Linked DNA regions of Rattus norvegicus: region 2 is linked to region 1. A link is a contact called in public Hi-C data. All regions are on one chromosome and are shown on one strand. The core of a region is the stretch at or near the end of the contact, and the rest is flanking DNA. Distances in the headings are between cores, read along the strand shown. Region 1 overlaps Spata13 (spermatogenesis associated 13). Region 2 holds the start of C1qtnf9 (C1q and TNF related 9).

What was found. A called contact is a pair of places that touch in the nucleus more often than the background predicts.
Region 2: a contact with region 1 is called in a Hi-C map of Schwann cells, with 6 times the contacts expected there. The contact joins the promoter of C1qtnf9 here to the enhancer-like site in region 1. A contact is called at or near these places in 2 of 12 Hi-C or Micro-C datasets (the Rat2 cell line and Schwann cells).

Annotation. Positions count from the first base shown.
Region 1 is chr15:39,005,226-39,009,034 of GRCr8, reverse strand. The region is part of intron 1 of Spata13 (spermatogenesis associated 13); the gene reads right to left. Among named protein-coding and RNA genes, the nearest start is that of Spata13, 52 kb to the right of the region's middle. Within about 2 kb of position 1,749, at least 10 of the 93 cell types and tissues checked have an H3K27ac peak or open chromatin away from gene starts, as enhancers often do. A contact at or near this core is called in Schwann cells, where this site is marked.
Region 2 is chr15:39,089,668-39,093,532 of GRCr8, reverse strand. It overlaps C1qtnf9 (C1q and TNF related 9), which reads right to left and starts at 2,094. Exons shown (of 3, transcript NM_001191891.1): 1 at 1,935-2,094. The coding sequence starts at 2,094.

The DNA.
Region 1 (3,809 bases), core at 500-2,999:
AAGGAGGCGCCTCGGTAGAGGCTGATCATTCAAGCTAACAACTGCTAATAGAAGAAAACCGCAAGCTCCAGGACAAGGCTGATTCACTAAGAATTACTCTAAAATTTACTTTTCATCAAAGCAAGAATGGAAGGCTTGCAAATATATATTCCTAAAAGGAGAAACAAAAACAACAACAACAACAACAAAAGACAGCTAGGGACGCACATTTAACACAACGGAGAAATCCTGAAATCCTGAGAAAACGCTAGAAGGCAAATGGTGAGACCTTGTTCTTTGTGTGAATGGGGAAGGACCTTTTATTATCAAACATCAACCCCACAGTGCCTTCCGGACATGCCTACTGAAACGCCAGCCTGTGTGAGCAGGGAGCTCGGTGAGTGGACTCCAGGGAGTTCTGACATAGGCCAAGTGTCTAAGGAAAGCTATGAGAGAACCTTACAGCATTACAGCAACTCACAGCCCAACACACCAAGCCAGAGAGGCCTGAGGAAAGGTCGTGGTAGAAGACAGCCCGAAAGTTGTACCTGTCCACAGAGTGATGTGAGGAAACACATGGGATTCTTAGAAAGTCAAGACTCAGGCATATGAATAAAATACCCTCCATCCTCTATACACACTGGTACCCAGTCCTCCTGCCTTTGCCCAAGCCTCCCCACAGCACTACCTACGCCCCCAAAATGAGAACACTGCATCTTTAACCTTTCCCATCAGTCAAGGCTGAACTAGACTTCAATGTCATGGCCCTTTTATTCCCAATAAATAAATTAAGAATTGAGGTTCAGATTATGAGACCACAAGAGGCCATCGGTCAGACAATGCTTACATTTCTAGGCTGTTGGCTATGGTGAGGTGCAGATATAAATACAGCATCACTGAGCATTCACAGACATCTGAGGCTATCAGAATGCACTCTGCTTTACAGACAGCTGCATGGCCGAGTGGGCAGGTGAGGGCATTTGTCTAGAGGTCCTGCAGCTGGTCCTCTCTGAATGGTACAGTAAACCAGTGCCTGGAGGCACAGAGGCACAGCTGGGCTCTGTCCTCTGGGCACATGACTCCAATCCCAGCACCTAGAGAAATCAAATCCCAGCTGGTTTTAGATTCTAGTCAAGGCCTTTACCTCCAAAAGCAGTGAAGGCAGGAGGAGGGAACTGTAGAGAACCCGGGGCTCCATTTTACTTAGCTTACCTTTTTCTCAAGCTGGATTTGAGCTATGTGAAGAAGCAGTCTGCTTTACCTGCTCTCCCGCACTGCTTCCCTTTCCCTTTGGCCCTGATCATGCCCAATGAGGAAGGATTGTCAGGGAGAGCCAGGGGAAAACGGATAATGGATTGATGCCACCCAGGATGTGGGAGTCTCTACTGACTTAGCCTGTCAGCACTTTACTAACAGCAAGACTGATGATGGCCTACTGTGGCCTCTATGGTGCACAAATCTAATGGAGAAGACAGTGTCTGAGAGGTGTGGGGGTGGGGAGGGGCTGTGGGTTGCATCTGAGTAAGCCACAGGAGCTGAGACTTCATTCTGTCTGAGAGGTGAAAGGGGCCAACAGTTAGGTTGTCTGTCTGTCCTCAGCAATGTGGGAGTGTGCTTACTTCCATACACTTTGGAGTCCTAGAGTGAAGTATCCACGCCCAGTTCGCAGGCAAGCACTGACTGCAAGCAGAATAGTAATAATGGACTTGTGCCCGTCACACAGGGGAAGGCAGGGTTCCGGCCTTAGAGTTAGTGACACCAGTAGAGGGCACCACAAGACCTTTTTAGCCCAGGACAACCCTTGTGTTAAGGGGACCCTGGAGGCTCAAGCGATACAAAGAAGCATGTTGGGATGTTTGGAAATGCTCCTTGGAAGTCATGGGGCTATGCCTCGATGCTAAACCTACTTCTGCCACACAATCTCAGCAATCCATCTCAACCACCTGTGCTGCATGCCATCTATGAACTAAGAGGCTCCTACCAATCAACTCATGATGCCATGATCCTCCAGAGGGGCGAGCAGCAGGCCAGGCCCCATGAGGAGTTCAGGATGGTGAGAGGAAGTTGGCATGAGGAAAGGGCAGTTGGGAACACGGTCTGCCTGGGAGGAGGTGAATGAAGGTGACCAGGCTCTACTCTCAGGCAAGAGCCAGGGGTGGGGGTGGGGGGAGTGTGGGGGGGGTGAGGCGGTCCAGAACAAACTGGAACAAACTGGGAGGGGTGGCCCAATGCAATGAGTGCTGAGAATCATGGGAAATAGGGCCAGATGTCTACACGCCCTGTGTATAAAACCTAATCATTGCAAGACCAATTGCAGGGGTCCCTTTCTCTAGCCATGACTTCCAAGGAGCATTTCCCATTCTCCGTAACACTAAAGTGAATAAGAAAATCCTTATCATGGGTTTCCGTGGGGCAGGCGCCTTACATGTATTACCAAAGTACAATGATACTGTGGTAATGTGAACAAATCTATGGGCTGTTAAGGTTTGAGAACCAGGAGATTGCACGCTTAGACTTATTCAAGATTATTACCTTGATACAAGACTGTATCATTATTTAGGTGACAGGTCATCACTTCTGTATTTTTCCCTTTGTATTTTTCCTTCGTTTTAACTGGTGATTAACTTTAGAGGCTTCACACATGCTAGACAAGCATCCCAGCCCTGAGCTATCTCATGGCCCCCTTTTTCAATGATACAGTTTCATTGTCATTTGTCCTATTACTCTTTTACTTTGACACAGGGTCTCACTAAGTTTGTATCTGAACAGCAGTCCTCCTGCCTCAGCCACTCCAGTAGCACTAGAGGCCCTGCTCGTCACTATTTTTCTGGGTTGACGCTTACATTTTTATTACACTAGTAAGCATTTACTTTAAAGACATTTAAATTTACATTCAGACTCCATCTGAACAGGTTTAGAAAACTAACCATTCACTGTTAGTTCACGAGCTGGACAAGGCCATCGCTGTTCACTGTGTTAGAGTGGAAAGCGAAAATCACAGGAAGGGACAAAAGCTTTCCCAGAATCTCCGAGCAGCACACCAAGTTGCATTATTTAGAACTGATGCTTTGACCCCCATTAACTAACAAGGACCGCAATTCAATTACTGGCTTCATGGCAAGCCTTATAAATCACGGGACCTCTGCCAGAGATGCTTATGAAGGAGACTACAGGAAAGAATTCGAGATGGGAATATTGTAAAACCCAGTTGCCCACAAGCTGGACTCCGGGGTGAATGAACTTCACAGTGAAATATTTCTCCCCACTTGTAATGAGAAATCTCTAAAAACAGCTGTAACTGACAATTTTCAATTAGAACCAGAAATGTTACAGGCGTAAAGTATGGACCAGCTTTACTGGGCTACAGACACCACCTCAGAGTACATCTGATGCTCTGAGTCAGTGAGGCTGGGGACTGCCGTCAAAGGCCGCCCATCCCCATTCATTTCGATGGTTCCAGTTATGTTCAGACAAATGACCCAAAAGTCATTAAAAGGAATGTTCCCAAAGTAGGCGATTCCTAGGATTTTCTTTGCATTTTACACCAACCTTTCCTGTCCTGGGTAGGATGTAGATGACCGTTCTGTCTGGCTTACCCACGCCACATACACTACACTCTTTCCTACTGGTCATTCAGTAGCCATCTCAGAGTCAGTGGCACTGCAGTGCTGAGTTCAAGTAATCTTTGTACTTAATGACAGCACCAAAGCACAAAGGGAGAGATGCTGGCAACTCAAACGATGAACACTTACGGTGGGTACGCATGTCAAAGAAAAGCATTCTACATTTTAGATTCTGCGAGATCTGAAGTCTCAATCATCCACCAGGAG
Region 2 (3,865 bases), core at 845-3,344, 84 kb before region 1:
ATGGGTCTGGGGAGGTAGATCAATGACAGAGAAAGACTGAGGGACTGGAGTTCAAATCCAGGTAAAAAGCCAAGCGGAGCTGTTCCAGCCTGTAAGGACTGGGCACTGTGGGGTGGGGGAGATAACAGGATCTGCTACCCAGACAGCCAGCTTGGTCAACATGGAAAGCTTCAGGTTATACAAAAGACACTGCCCTCTGTGAAGCTGAGCAGAATAGAGGGAGATACCTGAAAACGATGCGCGCGCGCGCGCACACACACACACACACACACACACACACACAGAGTACAGAGAGGAAGAGATGGAGGGAAAGATAGATAGATGGATGGATAGATGATAGATAGATAGATAGATAGATAGATAGATAGATAGATAGATAGATAGATAGATAGATAGATAGATTTTGAATCAGGTACAGTAGTACATGCCTATAATCCCAGTACTCAAGAGACAGAGGCAAGAGGATGAAGAGGTCAAGTTCGTCTTTGGGTACATATCACATATGAAGCCAGCTGGGACATATGCAACACTATGGAGAGACAGAGGGAGGGAGGGAGGGAGGGAGGAAAAGAGGAAGTGATGGAGAGAGAGAGAGAGAGAGAGAGAGAGAATTAGGATGCAAAGATGGCTTAGCAGTTAAGAGCACTGGCTGCTCTTCCAGAGAACCTAGATTCAATGCCCTCTTCTAGTCTCTAAGGGCTACAAGCATGTGGTACCTAAATACACATGCGGAAAAAACATCCATACACATAAAAAAATTTAAATGTCTAAAAAAATGAAAAACTGAAGTGGAAGGGAATAACAACCAAGCAAGATGGAGAAAGATTTGCAAAGGGAGAGGTAAACAAATTTGGCATCACAGGTTTAAGTATATTCCTTTTGATTTATCTAGTAATCACCTCTCCTCTTCGTGTGTACAAAATATCTTATAATAAACATTAAAACTTCATATATTCGGGGTTGGTGAGATGGCTCAGTGGTTAAGAGCACTGGCTGCTGTTCCAGAGGTCCTGAGTTCAATTCCCAGCAACCACATGGTACAGCTCACGACCATTTATAAAGGGGTCTGATACCCTCCTCTGGCATGCAGGTGTGCGTGCAGACAGAACACTCATACACTAAAAACATACATAAATAAAAAGTTACATATAAAAAAAAACTTAATACATTCGAAACTAAGCACAGACCCAGACATGGTGACACATGCCACGGTCACAGCTCCTGGGAAGCTATGTGGTACCCCTCCCCCATCAGTCATTGCAGCCCTCTCAGTTATTCAAATGGTCTAGTCAGTCTCACAATGCTGATGGCCACATAACCTTAACTGTAACTTAATACATTTCTCTAAGTGTAAGAGCATTGATGCTGGTAACTTAAGAGATGTGTAGCACTTAATCTGTTTTATTATTAATGATTATTTATTCATTACCTACCTTAGAAATTAAACATCATCGTAGAATATATATGTGTATATGTGTGTGTGTATGTACATATATCTATGTATGTATACACATACATACAGGAGGAAGCAAGACATGAGTAGGGTTCTGTGCTTCCTATGGCTATCGGCGTCCACGGTGGGCCTTCTCCCTGTGGGTGGGGGTTGCTACTGTACTTAGTCATTAGATTGCTCCACTGGCCTCATGACAGGAACGACGCACCCCACCTGTAGTATCCCACTCAAATGCCCATGACCGCAGAAACACTTGTTAACGGCCATCGCCTGGCGGTGAGAAGCCTGTGGGGGCAGGGTGCTGCTGGCCTTGGCCTGCACTTCATTCAGCACCTGGCATAATGCCATGTGGCAGAGCAGGGCTTTGAGAAGTGCCTGCAGGGCACATGGGTGGGTGAGGGCAGGTGGAACAATACGCTGGTGGCGAGTGGGTGGCTGAGGGATAAGAGAAGGCTCTAAGAAGCTGCCAAGTCTCAGGTACCTGTGTCTCCTTTGTCACCCTTGGCACCGTCTCGTCCGTCTCTTCCGGGTAGGCCATTGTGACCTGGAGTCCCAGGGATGCCAGAGTGCCCTTGCCGGCAGGTGTCCTGGGAGAATACGCTCCCTGCGTCCATAACCAGTAGAAGCCACCAAATCCTCATGGTCAGACGACACGGTCTGGACTGAAAGAGGGAAACAGAAACCGGAAGGGGCATGGCCGCTGGGTGCAGGTGTAGTTGCTGGGCATGAACACGGCCTCTCCTTTCTGCAGTGGGACAGGCCTTGGTCTCTGGGCAGAGGTGTTGAGGAGTGACATGGCCTCCTCTCTCTGCCACGACAAAGGCCTGAACCAGATCGCACTGTGTCAGACAGGCAGGGCAGGAAAAAACCAGAGACCAGGTCGCTGACCAAGCTGGACTAGAAGGAGCTTGCCACACGCCTGGCACGATGGCACCTGACTAATCCCAGCACTCAGAAGGCTGAGAAAAAAGTCACAAGTTCCGGGTCAGCACAGTATACCGCTATGCAGTGAGACCCTATTGTTGCAAAAGAAGAAAGAAAAAGAAAGAAGAGAAAGGGACATTGTTCTCGGGTGGTAACACGTGGTTGGGACCGGTTTTAATGGTCAGTGGGTGTGGAAGACAAGTTTAGAGGTCAGGAGACTCTTGTGTCTATTGTTTCAATTTGAGCAAGCCACTTTTTTAAGCCACGTAAAAAATGTTTTCTTATCCCATGCGGCTAATGTAAAGACTAAACTTGATCACAGTATACATGAAAAATCACCCTAAAATAATAATTGTCACATAAAATAATTGACATATAAAATTGCCACCTGACCCAGCAATTCTATTCCTGGGAATAACAAAAAAACGAGAACAAAACATGCTTCGGGTTCCTGGCGGCAATGCTCCTGGCAGCCACTAGGGGGAGCAACCCATATGCACATCAGTGGATGAGTGATTATAGAATACGTGGTATATACATACAGTGGAATGTCATCCGATCTCAGAAAAGCAGAAAATCCTGCCCCCCTCCAGGACATTAGGTGGTGACAATCTGGGACTGAAAGACAGATCTGGTGCGTATGCAAAGTGATCCAAATCGTGGAGCAAGCAATACAGCAGGTGCCTGTAGCTGACGGGAGGGGGCGCTGTTCAGTGAAAGATGAAACCTCTGCGGGTCAATGGTGGCGATGGTTGCTGACTGATGTGACTGTATTTATTGCTATTCAGTCATACGGGTTAAAATGGTTAACCTGGTACGTTTGGATTTATGTATCTATTTTTACCGCACTAAAAACAACAAAACATTAAAGCTGAGAGGATGTGACTCAGCTGTGGAAAAGTTGCCTCGCACACGAAGCCCCGAGTTCCATCCCAGTACCACATAGAGGTACTAAAATTACGTGGCATTAGCAGCAACATGCCAAACATGCACATTTGGGGTGTGGCTACAGCTCAGTGCTAGAGCACTCGTGTCGCACATAAGAGTCCTTGGCTTTAACTCCCAGTGCACTTGAGCCTGTGGTGGTGGTGCATTCCTGAGCACACAAGCAGGTTGGGGCACAGGCCTGCGCGCGCGCACCATCTGGTTTTGCGAGAAGCACATTCTCAGTGCTTTCCTCTGTAGACACTGGTCCTTTTACTTGGGTTCTTGCCTGTTTGTATTTGTTTCCGTTTTAATCTGTCTTCAGCCTCAGCTTGGAGCTGAGATCTGGGCGAGAGGGGGAGATCTGTAGGCAAACTACTCCCTGTAAGAGGATCGGCATGCAAGGTCCTGCAGGGGGCTCTGCGTTTGATACAAGGTCATGGGACTCAGAAGTTCACCCGGCCATAGTTTCAGAGTTACATCCCCAGTCCCTGATATTGAGTGCAGAGCAGCGGGCTGGGCAGTGAGGGTTGGAGGCAAGGACGATGCGATGGCAGCTTTTAA